7 separate regions of the Mus musculus genome follow, and all the other regions are linked to region 6. Evidence: chromatin contacts called from public ChIA-PET, Hi-C and HiChIP or PLAC-seq data. All regions are on one chromosome and are shown on one strand. The core of a region is the stretch at or near the end of the contact, and the rest is flanking DNA. Distances in the headings are between cores, read along the strand shown.

Region 1 (2,700 bases), core at 52-2,551, 650 kb before region 6:
TAAAGTCACCTTTCCTCCAGAGGAACGCTCAAGGTGAGGTACCCAGGAAGAATGAGCAATGAACTGGGGGTGGAGTGGGGGGGGATGGTTGGGAGAGTGGGGGATGGGGAGAGTGGGCATGGGGGCGGGGCTGAGGGTATTGGTAAAAGAGTAAGCATGAGATTCCAAGATTCGCAGCTTAGATCTCTTTTCCTATGAACCCCATGGAAGCTCTCTGTTTCTGCTGGTACTTGTGGGCATTTGGGGATGACCACCCTAGGTTGTTCATAGCCCATCCCCCACCATCCCCTCGCCTAAGAGGCATCTCCTGAGTGCCTAGCACAGAGCACTTACAGTGTACTGGCCAGCTAAGACTCCTGAGGCAACCACCTTCAACTTTTCCATCCTTTCTGGGCTGGCCAGAGGCATGTGGTCTGCCCACATCCCGTTCAGATTGGCATCGCACAAGATGAAAGGCTGCCCTGCCCTAATTCCCTGATTCCCCACCCCATCTCTCTCTCTCTCTCTCTCTCTCTCTCTCTCTCTCTCTCACACACACACACACACACACACACACACTCATGCACATTGGGGGAGGGGGGGCTCCTCCTGAATAGAAACCAGCATTTTCTTTCCCCGCTATTGCCCCAGAACCCAGAGCGAGGAGACCTTGCACACTCGGTACTTAGTAAATGTCCCCTGTCAACTGAGGCCACCAACTTCAACTCAAGGAGTAGCTAGTCTCCCAGATGACTGAACGGGTCTCTGACACTGGCTCTCACCCTTAGGCAAGGCACCCTGCCTCTCCAACCTACATTTCCTCGATCACCTGTAGAGGGCATGGGGTTGGTTGGGGTGGAAGGGAGAGTTGACAGAAAGTCCTTCCTAGCTGGTTACTGGGAGAATAGGAAGAAATCACTTAGCTAACAAGACTAGAACCTGTGGTGTTTGTTACCCGAAGGGGAAAGTTCTGGAGAAAAGAGAGGGGACTCACAGAGAGCTACCTGCTCTCTTCCGTGAAATTTTCCGGGTAGAGAAGGTGACTATAAAGAGATATGGTGTCTGTGGGGAGATGTTTGTGGGATCCAGGATCCGAGCGATGAGATGGACAGAGATTTCCCTTTGAGCCAAGTACCTGTCTGTATTTTTCCTCTAGTTCTCCCGTTCCTTCCCAACGTTTGTCTCCTCCCTTTTCCCTCGTCTCCACCCCCTCACCCCCTCAGCTAAGAAGGAATTGGCCGGCTCCACCCAGTCAGCCCCCCGGAGCTCCGCCCCTGCTGGTGGGCCAAAAGTTAACATCTGCACCTGCTGTGGTCTAGCTGCAGTCGGCACCTGTGCTTCCAGCCAATCAGCGCCACCGCAGCCGGGGACCGCTGTCAGCAAAATCTCAACATCCAAAGCGCAACGTAGAGCAAACGCTTCCCCGGGCAGGAAGGGAATGTCTGTGTCAGAGGAGAATTAAGAGACGAGTGGTCAGCAGCGCCTGCGAGCCAACCAGAGACGGATCGCTGGAACCTCGGAGAAGGAAGATGTCGAATGAACTTGAGTGAGTAAAGCCACGGATGTCTGGCCTCCCGGCCTCCCCAGCACACCGAGGCTGGCTGGGATTCCCTGCAGAGGGAAGAGCAAGGGAGGCCGGGCGCCCGGATTCACACGGCAATTTGTAAGGGTGAATGAATGGGCTGACGATCCTGCCTTAGCGTGTTGAGGCACGTTCAGCTCTCTATCTAGAGCTGACTGTTTCCCTGGGAAAATAGTTTTTCTTTCTCTCTGTGCTGAGCAGTTTCGAGGAAGGCAAACACCCGGGCTGCCTGAAACCGTGAATCTTGGCATCGCTTTTTGATACTCTGGAGGTGCCTTGGAAATCAGAGACACTCCCGCCCCAGGGAAGCTTTCTCTCCTCTTGCCAAAGGGAACGTCTTGGAGGTGGTTCTCAGAGCTGTCTTATGCAAAGAGTTGAGTTTCTCTAAAGGTCCTTTATGTTGAGTTGGAACAGTCCCAAGCGATCTGGCTACTATAGTGTAATGGCTGTATACATGGGCTCTGTAGTGGCTTTCCTTAGGTTCAAACCCAGGCTCCGTCTCTCCTCCGCTGTTCATTCTTAAAAAGTCGTTGGACTTATCTGAGCTTCATTTTCCTGATTTGGAAATTTGGAACAAGAGAACTTTGTAGAGTTCTTAGGTGTGCTGAAAGCTGTAAAAATGCTTACCAAAGAGAAAGGGGTCTGAAGTTGCGTTCAATAAATTGTGGTCAGTTTTATCCAGAGGCAGTGCTAACGCTGGGGAAGCCGAGGACTAGATTTTGGTGAGGTCATCTGTGTTGTCTGGCGAGAGGCAGGTGCATTCCTGCCCACATCTGGGATCTAGAATCCCTTGACTGGCTGACGCTGACCTCACTCTCAGCCTCAGTATCAGGTACAGATGTTGGAGAAGACAGAAGTCGAGGGTGTGAGTCGCTTTAAGTTGTGGGCAAGGAGCTAGCAGGAAAGAAACAGACTTCCCCTTTCTCCCCTCTTTAGCAGTGACCCTCTTGTTGTTTCCTCCCCTTCTCTGTCTCTCTCTTTGGAGCTTTTCCTCAGCAGGTTAAGAACTCAAACGCTTGCAGGCAGAATTGATGGGTCCTAACTGCAGACAGGAACCCATGTACCGGCTAGCTCTGGGGTGTGTCCGGCTTGAACAGCCACATCTACTGTCCAACCACTATGGTTACAAGCATCAGGTT
Region 2 (2,700 bases), core at 164-2,663, 680 kb after region 6:
AGGGTCCTGGCACTCAGGCACAGAAGGCTGGTAGCTCAGTGGGCACCAGTGGCTCTGGTCCCAGAAACTTGGAAGAACCAAGAGCCTGTCCCCGGGATCCGGTGACTTCATGAAAGATGCACCAGTCTCCCCAGCTGGCACAGTGCCAGGCAGGTAAACTTGATCCCACGGATTCTGAGGTTGGGGCAGGCTTGTGCCATTTCAGCCCCAAGTCTTGACCCAAATTGGCCAAAGTTAATAAAGTCAGCTTTTTGGAGAGTCCATTTTTCTGCCTGCAGTCGGGAATACTGATGGCGGCTCAATAGCTGTAGAAAAAGTTTTCCACTTGAGTGGAGTCTTGAGTCCAGGAGCCATACCTATGCATCCTGTGATCGCTGCCATTCTAGCTGGGTCCTCATCAGGGTCCCACCCTGTGTCTACCCAGTCCTCATAAGTTGGAGTTGGAAGATCCCAGACCTCCAGTCAGCACGCTGGGCTTCCATTTCACTTCGGGTCTGGCCTAGAAACCTGTTCTCCCCAGGGATGCACGTGCCTCACTCCCTGTTTCCTGGCAACTGGTTCCAAAGAGCCAGAATGCTTAATTATTGCTGAGGTCCTCTGCCCCCATATAGTGGAGCTGGCTCTGGCCAGCCTGAGAGGCACCAGGCCAAGATGAGCAGAGGCACCATTTCTTGGTCATTTCCCCCTTTCCTGCCAGCCCTCCCTGGGCATAAAGAAAGAAAGCAAAGGTGGGGGGCTTCTTCTAGGGACATTTCCTCTTGGGCTAGTGATGTGGTGCCCCACCCCAAACTCCTCTGTTAGACTGCCTGCCTGGATTATATGAAGCCCTGGACACCAACCCCAGTTCTGAAGAACCAAGCAAGCAAGCAGCCAACCAACCAACCAACAACAGACAAAAAGCTCTTTTTGTAAAAAGAGCTGAGCACTCTTCAAGGACAGACCCCTTAGGTGGTAGATTCTTTGTGAAACAATTTTCTGCTTTTTGCCCCAGGAATTTGCTTGAGAGTGGGGGAGGGAGAACAGAGGAGAGATGTAAAATGAAACGCCAGTGGGGGGTAGGTGAGGAGAACAAGGCTCTTTGTTAGAACCTAGGGGTATCTCTGGGTGACCCATCCATGATTCCACACTAATTCTCATTTATGAAGTAATTTATTCATGGCACAAGCAACAGTGCTTCCAGAGACGTTAAAAGCATCCCCTACCACTGAAATTCGGGGTGTGGAAACCGGCAAGTGAGGATGGGGCGGGCAGAATAGTGGGACCGGCTCCCCTCAAGCCCGCTCACGCCCCGCGAGAGCCCAGTCACTATCATCGACGACCATCTGGGGGCGCTCAAACGGCCAACCCGACCGTGACGTCATCAGAGGCAGTCTGTCCAATCCTGCTCCGCCCCCGGGCGGGCCTCTCGTGACGTCACTGGGCGGCCCGGAAGCGCCAACACGTGTGGGTCTTTTCCCTACTCCCTGTTTCTTGGTCTTGTGTGTGGGTGTCTCTCTGATCATGGGTCGCTCTCGGCGGACCGGCGCGCACCGAGCACATTCCTTAGCCCGCCAGATGAAGGCCAAGAAGCGGCGGCCGGACCTGGATGAGATTCATCGCGAGCTGAGGCCGCAGGGGCTCCCGCGGCCCAAGCCGGAGCCGGACGCGGAGCCCGACCCGGACCTGCCAGGGGGCGGCCTGCATCGCTGTCTGGCTTGCGCGTGAGTCCAGCCTGGGGAGGAGCAGGGTCTGAGGTACTAGCTAGGGGCAGCGAGGTCCGGGCCGCGAGCCGCTAGAAGGTTCTGTCTTGGGATCCCTGGGTCAACCCGCCACTTATCACTTCGGGTTCAGAATCCGATGTCTGGGAACGAGCTAGGGCCAGGGAGGTGTGAGAGACCTCACCCCTTCACTCTTTCCCTCACCCTACATTCCTGCAGGAGGTACTTCATCGATTCAGCCAACCTGAAGACCCATTTCCGATCCAAAGACCACAAGAAAAGGTATGGAGGGGTCAGTAGAGGACTGGCGGATGGGTGCCATGCAGGAAGGGTTTGCACTCGGTGAGCTCCGATCTCCAACTCTTCTTTTTCCCAGGCTGAAGCAGCTGAGTGTCGAACCCTACAGTCAGGAAGAAGCTGAGAGGGCAGCGGGCATGGGCTCGTATGTTCAACCCCAGCGGCTGGGCGTGCCCACAGAAGTGTCCACTGATATCCCTGAGATGGACACGTCCACCTGAGTGGCCTAAGGATGCAGGGCAGAGGAACTGCCCATGGGCAGTGGTTCATCAGCCAAGCTGAGAGTGTGTATTTTGGATTTCCGGTTTGCGGAGATGCTCTCTTCCGGGTGTTCTGCCCAAAATAAAGGACCTGGACAAGAGGGCACACCTCCGATACTAACTTCCCTTACCAGGGGTTTCTGGGCCAAGATGTCTACTCCCTACTAGGTCCAGCTTTGGAACGGGTATCCTCCCCCTGCTTCTTTGGATCTAGGCTGGAGTCTGGCTAGGTACAGCGTAAAACTTGGGAGTAGGATCTAGCGATGGCTGAGACTAATCCCCAAGGGGAAAAAAGTGGGATTCGGATATTGCAGCCCCCTCCCCTGAATCGCCTACCTCCAAGCCTGGGCGAGAGGCTACCCGCCTCATCACGGGGCCTGTGATGGTTGCCGCTGCTTCACCATCTTCCATACTGCATAGCAGGAGCCACCTAACCCGAGGACAGC
Region 3 (2,700 bases), core at 69-2,568, 640 kb after region 6:
GCACCAATAGGAGGATGGCCCTCAGGACAAACTCTGAATAGATTGCTGGGCTTTTATTAGGAGGGGCTGGAGGACGTTACACTAGGGTGCGAGTGGGTGTTCTAGGAAGACAACTTTTGGTCAATGTGGCAGGTGTTGGTTTCCTCGCCTATGAAAGCAGCAGGGTCAGTAGTAAGGTCTTTACTTTTGGAATATGGTTCAGATTATATAGAAAGTTGCCCAGACCCCAAATATTAGTTTCATAAGCAGATGACAAAGGATGATCCTGGAGGCACTGAGATGCTTAGGGGGCAATGAAGGCAGGATCAACCTTACTAACAAGCAGTAGGTACAGAATAATAAAGAAAAGAATGGGCGTTTCTGGCAGATGCTTACTCAATCTGTGTAACTAACGACGGGCCGGCCAGTTGGTCCTGGTTTCCAAGTGACTGTCACCCCGATCTCAGGGCAACTCAGGGTTATGACTGACAACTGCTGGGGGCATTTGAAAGGTTTTGTGCACGTATTTGAAGAACTCCGGGGGACTGCAGTCCTAGGAGACCTGTTTTGTGTCCGTACACCCGCCTAAAATGGGTCCCAACTCCGGTTCAGGCCAGCTAGGCTGCGCGCCGCAGCCAGGTAGGCCACACCCTCTCTCTCACCCAGCAGGACGCCCCGATCCTCAAGGCCGGGAACAATGAGGTTCCGGCTTCTTTAAGGGAGATACCACCGCGCCGGTGGGGCAGGGGACAGCATCCTCCCAGATGATCGCACCCAGGCCCGCGTCGCTGCCTGGGCCATTGTGCCACCCGCAAACACAGCTCGGTGCCTCGGAACGTAGGTGCAGCCAGCCTCCCAGCACTGGCCGCGCCTCCCCACGGACCCGCCGCCCAGTCCCGCCACCAGCGAGGAAGATGCACCGGGCATCCGGCCCCAGCGAACCGCGCGCTCCAGCCCGCCGCTCGGTAGGTCTGAAGAGGGCGGGCAGCGTAGCCCGCCACGGGGCACGAGCACCGCCGGCTCGGGCCAGCGGCCGCAGCTTCTCTGGGGTCCCGGGACGCGCCCCCCGCTGCGGCTGAGGGCGACCGTCCCCTGCCGCCACCCCTGCAGGGCAGCATTGGTCCGCTCTGCAGCGCGCACACCGCTGGAAACGCTCGGCTGTGCGCCGCGCCAGGGCAGCGACGGAGCGCAATGGCCAGAGCCCGCGGAGGAGAGGCGGGCGCTCGCCCGGCAGCAGGCGGCGCTCGGCTTGCGCACGCGCGCTACGGCAAGCCGGAGGGGGCGGGGCCCGGCGTGAGGGGGTGTGTCCGCGCACCACGGGGGCGCGCGCCGGCTTCTGACTGGAGGCCGCCGCGGCCGAGGGCGCGAGCTGCGCGATAATGGCGGCCTGCAGAGCTCATGAGAGGGAGAAGCGGCGGCGGCTGCCCTGAGGTAAACCTGGCCCTTCGCCGTGCCACGGATGCCCCGCAGTCAGAACCGGTCTCCCTGCATGTGTCTCTGTCCCCAGCAGGCCTGTCACGGACCTCTCAGTGGAGTCATCCCCGGGAAGGCCCGGTGCTGCGCCGGCCACCGGCCGGGGACTGCGGCCTCCGTTCCCGCCCGGGCCACTCCCGGAGTCCGGTCCCCTAGGCTGCAGCCGCCAGGAGTTGAAGCGACTGCGAGGCCCGCTCAGGGGCCACGGGAGGGTCCCTCGGGGTTTCCAGGGACGGCCGCCCGGAGTGAGCTTGCTGCTTGGCCAGTGAGCGCGCCTCGGCGACAGAGCGAGCACCGCTGGCCTTACTTGTCCCCGTCCCCGGCACCAGCAGGTGCATGTCCAAGCCGCCGGTGCCCAGCCCCGGAGGGAGAATGGCAGGCAGGCAGGCAGGAGGGTCCGGGACGTGCCATCGTAAGGCGCTCGGGTTCTCGAAGGATGCTTCAGCAGGGCGTCTCTCCAGCCAGGACCCCAAGGATTTGATAGACACCGTCCTTTCTTATGCAAGGAAGGCGTTCTTCCTTGGGGGGGGGGACCTCTGGCAAGTGGGAGAGGACAGGGGACCGCTGCAGAGAAAAGAGTCACTTGGAAGTGCCTAGTAACCGGGAATCAGCACAGAGCAGGACAGAATGGCCCGCCCGGTGACAGGAAACCTGACATTGGGGAATCCAGGAAGAAATTGAAGGGTAGGCGACCAATACAAGGAAGTAACTCAGGGCAAACCTCAGGAACAGTCATTTTCTTTTAAATCTGGCCAATGAACTTAAAGTAGTCGTTCCGGGAGTCTCCGGTTCCCGGGGCAGTCACTTTGTTTACCTGGTTGTGCAATGTAAATACAATCTTACTCTTCCTGGCCGGCGAAGACAGTGACAGTGAGTGAGGGAGCGTACTGCAGACTCTCCACTCAAAAGAACATTTCTCTGTGGGGCCTGTGCTCCAGCTTGCCTTTAAATGATTTCTCAAGGTACAGCGCCAAAGGACTTTGTCAGAGGATTCCCTGTGATGTATAGGATGCTCCCCCTTTGGCCAGAAAAGACCTAGAATTAAATAACTATGCTAAACAACGATAAAAAGGTAGTTGACTTACTTCATTTTGAGGGAACAGCTCTGCAAAAACTTTATTTGTGCCCATTTTGTAAGAAACAAATAACTAAGCATGCTGGTGCAGGTCTATAACCCTAGTTTTTGGAAGGTGGAAGCAGGAGATTAGGGTCATTCCCTGCTATATAGTAAATTCAGGGGTAGCCTGA
Region 4 (2,700 bases), core at 75-2,574, 570 kb after region 6:
GCTGAAACCGCACATCTGTAATCCTAACACTGGGCAGGTGGAAGCAGGAAGATTAGGAGTTCAAGGTCAATGTCAGTGGAATAGTGAGTTTGAGGTCAGCCCTGGGGATCATGGAACCCTGACTCGGGGACAGGGCCTCGCTATGTAGCCCAAGCTGATCTCAGGCATGCCATCTTCTGCTCTTGTCTCCCAAGTGCAGAGTTTACAGGTGCTGTTTCCCACCAGGCCTGGCTTCTGGGGCCTCTGGAAAGCGGGTCTTTAATCTGTTTGAACTTTATCCAGATATCATGGAACTTTTTGTAGATGTTTTTCCCCCAGGGGCTCTGCATGGAGCCCTCAGAACAGGGGATAACCCTCATGTGTACAGAGTGGGCCTAGCTGGTACATAGCCCCCCTGAATCTGGGTTTTGGGTAGCCATGTTTGGTGGCTTGGAACTACCTTGCACCCCCTACCCCCCCCCCCCCCACAGACACATCATCAAGTCATCTCTGTCAGAGTTCAGACTTGGGAACACAGAAAGAGGGCCGCCCGGAGAGACTGGAGGAATTCACAATCATTGCCCAACCCCTAAATCACAGGGCACATGGAGAAGGGTCATGCCCAGGGTGGGAGCACCCTGGGAGAGGAGCTAGGGGATGGGGTACAGGTCTTGGAACTTGGGGTCTGGGGTCAAAGATAGGGAAATGAATGAGGCCTGCATCCCCCCCACCCCCCAGCCTAAGGCTTACCATGTATCTTACAGGTACTACCACACCCTCTTCACCCACTCCCTGCCTAAGGCCCTGAGGACCATAGCTGATGAGACTCCCACCTGTGTTGACGTCCTGATGAACTTCCTGGTAGCCACCGTCACCAAACTGCCCCCTATCAAGGTGCCTTATGGGAGGCAGCACCCGGAGGCTGTGCCAATGGTGAGGCGACTCCAGGGGCTGGAAAGCCCTGATGGGGAAGGAAAAGAGGGCGGAGCCTCTTCACTCTCTAATCCAAATCTTGTTGCAGCAGCGTGAGGGTTCATAAAAAAACCAACCTCACGGACACGTTTCCCTCTCACCTCTTAGGATTCTGGGGATCCACGACCAGTGCCGGAGCCTCAGCCCCTGGATCAGGACTGCATCAACCGTTTAGCAGCAGGGTTCGGCCACATGCCTCTGGTTTCCTCTCAAGTGCGTCTGGATCCGGTGTTGTTCAAGGACCCGGTATCGGTGCAACGCAAGAAGTATCGCAGTCTAGAGAAGCCATAGGCGAGGCACTGCACCTGTCTGCTAGACACGAGAGAACCAACAGAGATGGATCAAAGTCCTGTCCCGGTTGGCCAATCGCTACAGGGATCCCTGAGGGCCGGGGCCTTCTCCAGCTGCAGTGGGGTTGCGTTTGGCACGTTTCGCACAGGCCGGTGTACAGGCTGATCCTGTTCCCTGAAATGCCTTTCTCTGCATCTCTGCCTGGTCGACCTATGTCTGTCAGACCTGCACTCACCTCCTTGGTGATCTCGAAGTCCTCGCACGATTCACGCCGAGTGGCCTTGAGCACATCACGAGGCCCCAGGGCCGGCCTGCAAGCTCCGTAGGGCGGAGTCCTGCTCTCATCTCTTTGGTCTGGCAGGTGCACTGTAAATATTTGAGCAATAGCTGCAAGAGTATTAACTGGTGGCATGCGTGGTGGAACACGGGCAGAATGTGCACAAGACATAACGCTGCCCCTTACTCTGGAGTTCCTGGTCCCGGTACAAAGCACACACCAGGATTTCCAGACTCAATCAAGCGTGAACAAAGAGGCCAGGAGTCGAAGATAACCAGAGGATTCGGTGTCTCGGCAGACCCGGGATCTTGGGTGACTAGCAGCACTGCACTACCAATCTTGACCACTAGAGGTCAGCTGCTGCACTACTCTCCCTTCAAAGGAATGGAGTTTGGTTTTGCTTGACATTTTGTTGTTTGTTTGTTTGTTTTTGTTTTTCAAGTAAGGGTTTCTCTGGGTAGTCCTGGCTGTCCTGGAACTCGCACTGTATGCCAGACTAGCCTCAAATTCACAGAGATCCACCTGACTTTTGCTTCCCAGGGTGCTGAGATTAAATTCATGCACTACACCTGGCTGCCTCTTGAACTTGGGGGGGGTCAGGAGGGGAGGAGGAGGCAAGACAAGGTCCCAGTCTGTAACCCAGGCTGGCTTGGAACTCACTGCAGTCTTACTGCCTCAGTTTCCCAAGTGTTAGAGTTACAGGTGTGAGCCACAATGCCTGACTGAATGGAGTTAAAGACTACGGATAAAATGTCGAGCTAGAGGGTCACTGGTGTGTGCAGACCCCAGGATGAAAACATGCAAGGAATACGACAGAACTCCACGTTGGCCTGCAAACTTGGGCTGTTGGCAGATGGGCTGGTCGCCAGGAAGAGGGCTGTCCTCAGCATCCTGTAGGTGAGAGTGGAGTAGGGGAGGGGAGGCTGCTTTTCCTGGGTTCGTCCACCTGGAACTGGAATTATCGCTTCCGAAATAAAGCACGTGTCCTTGCCCACTCACGCCCGGGCTATAAATACGCTTACAGCAGCTGCCCTGTGTGGCAGGGCGCTCAGGGTCAGCGAGGGGCGTGGCATGGAACTGGGGTGACTTCAGACAGTGAGGGTGGGGGGTCTAACCCAGCCCAAGGTATCGGGTGTTTTCCTTCTTTGATGGCTTCGGCCACTGTGGAAACTCCCGTGACT
Region 5 (2,700 bases), core at 122-2,621, 760 kb before region 6:
CATTTTTGACCCCAGATGTGGGTGTCTTTTTCTCTCCTGTCCTGTGCCCTGAAGGTGCATAATTGAGACACCGCAGTTAAACCCAGCTTCCAGTTTGTCTAGCAAGAGGCCACTCTGTATGTAAGCCCCTTAGTTTTAAGCCATCCGTGAGCCATCCATGAGCAGGACAGGCCCAAAGTTTGAGCTTGGCCACATGGGGAAAGTCACAGTTCAGAGTTGCCACACTTCACAGAGTCTTCAAGGGTTCCAGGGACTGGTATAGCACTGTATAAAATGTCATTCAGTCCTCAGGACAGACTACCCCTTGGGGCAAGGTGTTACCCACAGCCATCATCAAAGAGACACGGCTCAGAGATCAATGTTAACTAAACCAGTTTGTGTCAGGGATGGAACATAATCCCGTGTCCCCCAAGACCCTCGTTAACTCAAAAACACTGCTACAGAGCTGTGAGCTCGCTCAGGGCAGGGGCAGCACTGGTCATGGGCAAACCTAGGGCTCAGCCTTATTCCTCTGCCCTGTGTGTGCCCCTCTGGGGTACTTCTAAAGCAACCTATGAAGTGCTCTGAGCCTCAGTTTCCCTCACTTAAAAATGATGACTGTCTACCACTTAGAGCAGCTGGGTTGAAAACCTTAAGGAGAACACAGTGGCCAGGACAAAGAAGCAACCAAAAATAATATGAACGTTTATGATTGTTTATCGGCTCTAAGAACCCTTCCTGCTCCTTTGACTGCGTCTAGGACTCTGAAGTATGCCCATGGCTTCCTCCCTGGGGAAGTTGATGAGTGGAAAATTGGGGTTCGGTGCTTGGGTCCTGGCCTCGGGTATTCTGTGCCCCGCTGTCTTACCAGATGAAAGACAAAGAGAGAAAATGCCCCGTTAAAGAGTCTCCTAGCAGGGACCAGATCAACCAGAGCTGGATCCCGGCAGCTCCTGTATGTCCCCTATTAAAAGTGTCAATCAGGTATGCACTCTGGGATTCGGTCAACAAATACAGTCAACGCTTTCCGGTGTCTGTGCCTGGAACTCCCGGCCCTGCCTGGAATAAGGAAACCGGGATCCTTTCGTCCAGAAAAGGCCGTCCAAGCTCAGGATTGTTTCACTCTGGGACCAAGCAAACCCGCGGCAAGTGTACAGAATCCCTGAGGCCCAGCACCAAGTCCCCTCTCGGGACCTCGGGTGGGTGGCACATCTTCGCGGTCCCCGCGGTCCCCGCGGTCCGTACTTACCTAGGGCGCTCTGCAACAGGAACAGGAGTAGGGGCGCCCACCGGTCGGCCCGCCACATTTCGGTCCCTGGGGTCCCCGCCGCCCGCCGCAAGGCCCCTGGGCGGCAGGTGACAAGGGCGGCGGCCCAGGGAGGAGGAGCCTCCGGCGGTGCCACCGGTGGGGATTCACCTAGGGCTGCCCCGCGTCGCCTGCCGTGGGTGGGGGCGGGGCTCTCAGTAACATTTTTTAAAAATCAGACAAGAAATCCAGTTCTGGGGTTCCGTTGAGGAGTAAATAGCACCTAGGGTAGAGTTCGAGGAGACTGGCAAGACTCCCGTTTTGCAGGCGGAGCGGGGGATGGCACCCAGCCTGTCTTGCGAGTTTCTTACTGAGTTTCTGCAGGAATTCCCGGCAGGCTTGTTACTCCCCGCCTACATCGCGGTAAAAGCTTGGAGGAGGCTGTCCTAAGCTGCAACGCGGTCTGTGTCGCTACTAACCAGAAAGGACATCGCTTCAGGCTTTGTTTTCTATCCTGGAGCAGGGGACACTTCATTCCACCACACAAACCATTCTAACTAGCCAAGTGGGAAACGCTGGTTTTGTAAACAGAAGGGCCGAAACCAGAAACCTGCGAAACCACGGAAGGGGAAGCGGGATCTTTCTAAATTACTCTCCTTATAGGTAGAGTCGGGACAAGGCTAGGACAACAACGTGTGTGTGTGTGTGTGTGTGTGTGTGTGTGTGTGTGTGTGTGTGTCCTTTTGTGTGTAAGGATTAAGGGTTATGGACTTCATCTTCTGCATTTTGCCTGCACGGAGTGCGAATGGGGAGTTGGGGTGGATACCACATAGGTACATTGATATCTCTATGGAATTGTTGCAGAATACATACAAGATAGAAAAAGAACAAAAGCTGGACTTTTGGAAAGCAGGCCATTAGCTCAGGTTTCTCTTGATCTCCTGGGGGATTCAATAGACAGCTTAGTTTCTGTCTGGGGACCCAACTTTAACTCGAGTTATTTTGATTTGATTTTTTTTTTAAACTCTGCTCTGTTCAGGCCCAGCACAACAAGAGGTGTCTGGGATTTTTTAAACTACATTCGAGAAGCACAAAAACACATCCTAAAATTATGAGCTTTTTAAGGTACACACCTGCAATCCCAGCCCTGGGTTGATAGAGGTTGGGGGACCAGGAGTTCAAGGTTAACCTTGGCTATGTAAGAAATCAATCATTATGATCCATTTTCAGTATAAGGTGTGTTTAGGGCTCGTCAGAGATGGTGGAGGGGCTCTAGGCCCCTTTTTCCTCTGCCTAGCAGCTGGTGTCTGCTTCTCTAGGTATTGTCAGTGTGTTCTAGGGTTGAAAGTTACAGGTAGTCTGCCCGCCTGTAAGCTCACATATCAGAAAAGGAAAGGTTTGTGTCCTGTACCATTTAGATAAGGAATTCCGGAAGGGGACAATACTAGACAGCAGGTAGATTTTAGCTCCCTGAA
Region 6 (2,700 bases), core at 81-2,580:
CCATTTTTGAGTAAATCATGAAAAAAAAAAATGTGTTTTGACTTCACCCAGCTAGTAGGAAAGAGTGAGCCTCCTCTCTCTTGACCACCACAGCCATAAATGGACTTTAGTTCAGGTTACTGCACCGGTCACATCCGGCATGGACTTTACTCACAAGGTGAAAGGAAATACGTGAGAAACTATATTCTACCTAACTACTAACTAAACAAAAAACTCTCTCTCACTTCAAGAAATCTCAAAAGACTTCCAGCACCAAAACAAACGCAGGCCTAGATGTTAAGATGTCCTGGGCCTAATCTTACGAAATCCCAGCTAAACTGCTCAACCACATGACTCCCTGGCTGACTCACAGCGCGCTGAGGAAGTTAAACGCGGGGAGGAGCTGGGGAGGTGGCTCGGTGATAAGCGTCCAGAACTCAATCCCCAACACCACCCCCACCAAGGGCACAAACCTCAACCTGATAAAACGCACCTTTCTCACTCAGGCGAAATGGGGTTCTACTCCTGCTGCGCGACCTGGTTCTGGATCTTTCCCTCCACCTGGGGCGATCCTCGGGGTACACCGTCCGGCCGAAGCCGTAGTAGCGCCGCCCTCTAGTGATCGCGTAGTACGACCACCGGTGCTGCGACCTCCCGCGGGAGCGCGACCTGCTCCGGGAGCGGTAGGGCGACGGCGACTTGTAGTACCTCCGCGGCCGCTCGTAACGGCTGTCGCGGTGATAGCGGTGGCTGCGGGAGCGCGACCGGCTGCGTGAGTACGAGCGTGAGTAGCGCCTGTACTTGCGCTGGTGGCGCCTGCGGGACCGGGATCGGGACCGTCTGCTCCTCCGCGGCCGGCTGTGGCTGCGCGAGGACGAGCGGCTAGAGCTGCGGGAGTCGCGTCGGGAGCTGCGGGACGAAGAGCGGCTGCGGGAGCGCGACGACAGGCGGCTGGAGCGGCCCGAGCCCGAGGTGGACGGCGAGGCTTTCTCCTGCGGAGAGCCGGGCCACATGTCGTTCACGTATTTAGACATGGCGGCCGAGGACATGGCTCCCTTCTGAAAACGGAGATCGGTCCGCAAACGCAACGGCGTCTAGGAACTACAGAGAAAGTCAAGAGTCTATCATCCAGGTGGGGCGCGCAGTGCCCAGTGCGCGTGCGCGACACCCCAGGGCGAACCGGTCCCTGACCAAGCGGCCCCACTCACCTTAAACGGATGAAGAGCTCGCGAGGGCGAGAGAGGCCAAGCGGGCACCTTTCTCTGCGACCAGGAACCGAAGCGGGCGAGGTTCCCGATTCCAGCGACCGGAGAGCACAGGAACCTCCACTGCCAAAGTCCAGACTGGGACTGAGCTTAGTGGCGACGTCAGCATCGAAAATACTGGAAGCTGGCGCCGAGCATGCGCACAGACATCCGTGCGAAAGGGCGGGTCCCACTCTCGTCCAATCGCCAAGCGATGTTGGCTGCGCCTTGGAGACACGCATGCGCGTCAGTTGTCACTCCACCAACGGCCGCGCCTCCTCCCCATCCCCCACTCCCGCCCGCCTTCTACATCCGGGTATTTTGAGGATTTGTTTACTTCAGGGTTTTTTGTTTGTTTGTTTGTGGGGTCCTTGGCTGCTTTTGGATCTTGAGTTTTTTTTTGAGACAGGAGCTAGCTGTGTACCCCTGTCACGCCTCGAACTCGCGGCAATCCCCATGTCTCTGCTTCTCAGCTAGGGGGTCTGCGCCACCACGCCCAACTTTGTTTTTCTTTGTTTGGTTTGGTTTGGTTTAGTTTGGCTTCCTTTCCTGCTTTCGATTTTGAAATTCGGGAAAAGGAGAGGGTAGCAAAGAATTTAGCCGGCTCAAAAGCTGGATCAAGGACACAGAGGACAAGTCGGTTCCCGTGCCTCGGTCGTCCCCGGGTCATGTGTCGTCCCCTCCCTCCCCCAGCCGCTGCCCAGCTTCCCTTCTTGGCTCCTCCTATGGTGGAGATTGGGAGGGGTATCCCTGGACCCCGAAGATATAGTTTTAATTTAGAAAGGCTGCTTTAACGGCCTTGTTTGAGCTAATTAAGGTAATTTGAGGTCGAGACAGGAATTCCAACGACCACAGTTGACCTTTGAGGAGCAACAGTGATCCTTGATTGTGTGTGTGTGTGTGTGTGTGTGTGTGTGTGTGTGTGTGAGAGAGAGAGAGAGAGAGTAATTTGTGTGTACAGGATGCCACCGAAGACAGAGCCATTGTGGGCCACCAAGTATGGGGGTGTTGGGAACCCAGACTTTGTGCTAGGCAATGCAGCAAGTGCTCTTAATAGTAAGCCATTTCCTGAGCCCGATAGGTCTGTTCTAAGACAAGTGTGATTAGGACAGGACATTTAATCTTATTTCCAGGGCAAATTCCAAACACTCAATGTCATGAGGCATATCTGACCTTGAAAACTGTGGGTAAGTGAACAGCACTGAACGAAATAGCTATTTCAATATTGGGAGATGGTGTTCTTAGAAATTAGGCAGGGTTTTACAGAAGCTCTGGATTTTAGAGGGAGATGACAGAAATAAGGACTCTTTGTTCGTGCCTCCTTCCTCCTCCTTCCCCAATATACAGCGAAAGTGAAGAAATAAAAACCTTACTGTGGCCACCAGGATGGCTCAGCAATAAAGAATGCTTGTGGGACTGGTGAGATAGCTCAGTGGTTGAGAGCGCCGACTGTTCTTCCAAAGGTCCCAAGTTCAAG
Region 7 (2,712 bases), core at 116-2,615, 550 kb before region 6:
TTGACCCAGAAGTATTGTCTCAAACCATTTAGAAGGACAGAAGGGAGGAAAAAGATGGAAGTCCCATGTTTAATTTGTTTATAGATAATCCTGACCAACTGAGAAACATGGACTCCGTAGATCAAGGGGCTTTAGTGTCAATCGAGGTCCCTCCACTGGACACCAGTCACACTGTGTCATGGGGGTGTCAGTAGGGCCTGGAGCACTGCTCTCAGGAGACCGTAGTCTAACGTGAGTGCAGTGTGTGCTAGCCCACAGCTGGCCAAGTCTGAGCTGGACCTTCCCCATTGGAGTATGATAGGCCACCAGGGAAGAAACATAGGTCTCTTAGCCTCCACTCTGTCCTGGGTCCCATTGATGGTCCCCAGGAGGCCTCAGGGCAGACTAACAATAGCCCTAAAGGTGATCCTTAAGAGCAGGTTAAATAGAGGTTGGAAAGGGACAAAGTCCCTCTTAAAAGTTACCCTTTGTTTGCTTTAGGAGTTTTATTTCCTTCTTAGCTTGCCCACAGAGGGATTCTAGGTTGGAACTTCCCTCTCAAATGCACATAAGAACCACCGTGCAGGGGCTTGGGCTCAGTGGGAGAGCTTGCCCAGTGCTCAAGGTTCTGGTTCCACTCCCAGTACTGGAAAACCTAAAGGTGAACTTAGTCCCCACCCGCCCCCAGAATGGCTACAAGACATTAAGAGTATACCATAAGAGTAACCAAGAACACAAACAGAACCCTTACACTGGGGTTCTCAACCTGTGGGGTCAAATGACCTTTTCACAGAGGTCACATATCAGTTAGCCTGCATGTCAGTTGTTTACAGCACAATTCATAACAATAGCAATATTACAATATGAAGTAGCAATGAAATAACTTTATGGTTGGGGCATAGTCTATACAACCCAAGGCTGCAGACAGGGCCCAGCAGAACAGTCGCTGTCACATGGCCCACTGCTAGGCAGGCAAGAGTGAATGAACCCAGTTGGCACAGGACACAGATGGGCCTCACAAACACCTGCTGAGTGACCCAAAGAGACCCCACAGGTCCATGTCTACCGAAAGCCAAAACAGCCAGGCAGTGATGGCGCATGCCTTTAATCCCAGCACTTGGGAGGCACAGGCAGGCAGATTTCTGAGTTTGAGGCCAGCCTGGTCTACAGAGTGAGTTCCAGGAAAACCAGGGCTATACAGAGAAACCCTGTCTCGAAAAAAAAAAAAAAAAAAAACCAAAACACCAAAAACAACAACAACAAAAAGCCAAAGCAGTTGACACCCTCAGTGTCACTCAAACCTCAGTGAGCAGTGTCACTGCTCAGGGGCCATGCTACCCTGTGGCAGGCTGTGGGAACTGGGACACTCCTGATGTCTCCTTTCCTGACTTGGGTGCTGGGGATATGGGTGTGGTACCCCTGCTCACTTCAAGACTCCCTCTAGCACTTCCTGTGTGAATGAGCACATGCGACCTTCATCAGAGTTTTGTTAAGGTTTGGTTTGGTTTTTGGTTTGGGTTTAGTTGGTTGGTTAGTTAGTTTTCCATGACAGTTTTTTTTTATTTTTTCCTGTATAGCCCTGGCTGTCCTGGAACTCACTCTGTAGACCAGGCTGGTCTCGAACTCAGAGATCCTCCTTCCTCTGCCTCCCAAGTGCTGGAATTAAAGGTGTGTGCCACACAGCTGGTTTAGTTAAGGTTTTTAGAATGGCATTTAAGGGAATGAATGTGCACAAAGTTCATGATGCGCATGTGTGAAGAGGCTCTGATGTACCTCCCCCAATAGCATTATAAAAACGCTCCAGGCATGATATCACATATCTGTGACTTCACAAAGGCAGCATACAAATACACACACATTCACATAAATAAAAATAAATCTTAAAATAACGGGCTGGAGGGATGGCTCAGTGGTTAAGAGCACTGGCTGCTCTTGCAGAGGACCTGGGGTTGGTTTTAAGCACCCATGTGACAGCTCACAACCATCTGTAACTCTGTATAGGCAAAACACACACACAAAATAAAGTTTTAAAAGTTTTTGTAAAATGATTCAAATCAAGTAAGAGAACAATCTGTAAAACACACATACATTAAGGGGACCTGGACAAAATGCTCAGTGGTTAAGAGCACTTGGTGTTCTTGCAGAGGACCTGGATTCAATCCCTGGCACCCACATGGTGGATCACAACTGTCTATAACTCCAGTTCCAGGGGATCTAATTCCCTCTCATCTCTGAAGGCACCAGGACTCATTAGTGCTGCTTACAGCCCTGCTGTCTTATAGAACCACAAGCCCCACCCACAGTGGGCTAGGCCCTCCCCATCAATCTGCAATTAAGAAAATGCCTACAAGTCTGCCAACAGACAGATCCTACTGAGGCATTTCTCAATTGAGGTTCCCCCACTTCAGATGACTCTAGCTTGTGTCAAGTTGACCTAAAAGTAGCCAGCACACAGGCAAAAACTGCCCTGACTTGCTAAGACCTCTCCGATGCACCTGAGCCATGCCCGAGGCTCTGACCAATTCTCCCTGCTTCCGCACAGGACGCTATGTCTTGTCCTTTGTTGGCTGCGGCTTGGCCATCGTGGGCACCTACCTGCTAGTGACATTTGCACCCAACAGTCATGAGAAGATGACAGGCGAGAACATCGCCAGGCACCTTGTGAGCTGGCCGTTTCTCCTGTACATGGTAAGTGACGGTGACATCCTTTTGCTTGGACAGGAGTCAGGTCCC

The links. Hi-C and Micro-C count contacts between places; a contact is called where the count stands out from the background. ChIA-PET counts read pairs in DNA pulled down with a chosen protein or histone mark. HiChIP or PLAC-seq counts read pairs in DNA pulled down with a chosen protein or histone mark.
Region 1: a contact with region 6 is called in an HNF4G HiChIP or PLAC-seq map of pancreatic cancer cells. The contact joins the promoter of Grhl3 here to the promoter of Rsrp1 in region 6.
Region 2: an RNA polymerase II ChIA-PET map of memory CD8 T cells shows a contact between it and region 6, with 10 read pairs. The contact joins the promoter of Zfp593 here to the promoter of Rsrp1 in region 6. A contact is called at or near these places in 2 of 484 Hi-C or Micro-C datasets (embryonic stem cells and uterus), 2 of 115 datasets of contacts at active chromatin or transcription factors (memory CD8 T cells and microglia) and 1 of 9 other capture datasets (pancreatic islet).
Region 3: an RNA polymerase II ChIA-PET map of memory CD8 T cells shows a contact between it and region 6, with 32 read pairs. The contact joins the promoter of Pdik1l here to the promoter of Rsrp1 in region 6. A contact is called at or near these places in 1 of 39 promoter capture datasets (liver) and 4 of 115 datasets of contacts at active chromatin or transcription factors (bone marrow-derived macrophages, fetal liver, memory CD8 T cells and 1 more).
Region 4: a contact with region 6 is called in a Hi-C map of CD8 T cells, with 4 times the contacts expected there. The contact joins the enhancer-like site here to the promoter of Rsrp1 in region 6. A contact is called at or near these places in 1 of 484 Hi-C or Micro-C datasets (CD8 T cells) and 3 of 115 datasets of contacts at active chromatin or transcription factors (bone marrow-derived macrophages, memory CD8 T cells and microglia).
Region 5: an H3K27ac HiChIP or PLAC-seq map of differentiating embryonic stem cells shows a contact between it and region 6, with 4 times the contacts expected there. The contact joins the promoter of Ifnlr1 here to the promoter of Rsrp1 in region 6. A contact is called at or near these places in 1 of 39 promoter capture datasets (pre-B cells) and 4 of 115 datasets of contacts at active chromatin or transcription factors (bone marrow-derived dendritic cells, differentiating embryonic stem cells, embryonic stem cells and 1 more).
Region 7: an RNA polymerase II ChIA-PET map of memory CD8 T cells shows a contact between it and region 6, with 11 read pairs. The contact joins the enhancer-like site here to the promoter of Rsrp1 in region 6. A contact is called at or near these places in 1 of 39 promoter capture datasets (hippocampal neurons), 5 of 115 datasets of contacts at active chromatin or transcription factors (acute myeloid leukemia, astrocytes, embryonic stem cells and 2 more) and 1 of 9 other capture datasets (embryonic stem cells).

Annotation. Positions count from the first base shown.
Region 1 is chr4:135,572,233-135,574,932 of GRCm38.p6, reverse strand. Grhl3 (grainyhead like transcription factor 3) reads left to right here and starts at 1,301. Exons shown (of 16, transcript NM_001013756.2): 1 at 1,301-1,525. The coding sequence starts at 1,509. Gm30888 (a long non-coding RNA gene) reads right to left here and starts at 1,353. Exons shown (of 3, transcript XR_390832.2): 1 at 1,285-1,353.
Region 2 is chr4:134,244,304-134,247,003 of GRCm38.p6, reverse strand. Zfp593 (zinc finger protein 593) reads left to right here and starts at 1,413. Exons shown (of 3, transcript NM_024215.2): 1 at 1,413-1,700; 2 at 1,917-1,979; 3 at 2,074-2,700. The coding sequence starts at 1,501. The coding sequence ends at 2,215. E130218I03Rik (RIKEN cDNA E130218I03 gene) reads right to left here. Exons shown (of 5, transcript NR_040436.1): 3 at 2,591-2,700; 4 at 1,902-2,097; 5 at 1,131-1,581. It overlaps Gm30191 (predicted gene, 30191), which reads right to left and starts at 56. Exons shown (of 4, transcript NM_001372229.1): 1 at 1-56.
Region 3 is chr4:134,285,871-134,288,570 of GRCm38.p6, reverse strand. Pdik1l (PDLIM1 interacting kinase 1 like) reads left to right here and starts at 1,318. Exons shown (of 3, transcript NM_001163794.1): 1 at 1,318-1,410.
Region 4 is chr4:134,356,190-134,358,889 of GRCm38.p6, reverse strand. Extl1 (exostosin-like glycosyltransferase 1) reads left to right here. Exons shown (of 11, transcript NM_019578.2): 10 at 744-912; 11 at 1,060-2,517. The coding sequence ends at 1,242. Among named protein-coding and RNA genes, the nearest start is that of Slc30a2, 14 kb to the right of the region's middle. Within about 2 kb of position 1,324, at least 71 of the 459 cell types and tissues checked have an H3K27ac peak or open chromatin away from gene starts, as enhancers often do. A contact at or near this core is called in CD8 T cells, where this site is marked.
Region 5 is chr4:135,685,128-135,687,827 of GRCm38.p6, reverse strand. Ifnlr1 (interferon lambda receptor 1) reads right to left here and starts at 1,371. Exons shown (of 7, transcript NM_174851.3): 1 at 1,229-1,371. The coding sequence starts at 1,286.
Region 6 is chr4:134,922,255-134,924,954 of GRCm38.p6, reverse strand. It overlaps Rsrp1 (arginine/serine rich protein 1), which reads right to left and starts at 1,330. Exons shown (of 5, transcript NM_023665.3): 1 at 1,188-1,330; 2 at 473-1,080. The coding sequence starts at 1,028.
Region 7 is chr4:135,474,279-135,476,990 of GRCm38.p6, reverse strand. Nipal3 (NIPA-like domain containing 3) reads left to right here. Exons shown (of 12, transcript NM_028995.4): 6 at 2,522-2,667. Among named protein-coding and RNA genes, the nearest start is that of Nipal3, 19 kb to the left of the region's middle. Within about 2 kb of position 1,365, at least 14 of the 459 cell types and tissues checked have an H3K27ac peak or open chromatin away from gene starts, as enhancers often do. A contact at or near this core is called in memory CD8 T cells, where this site is marked.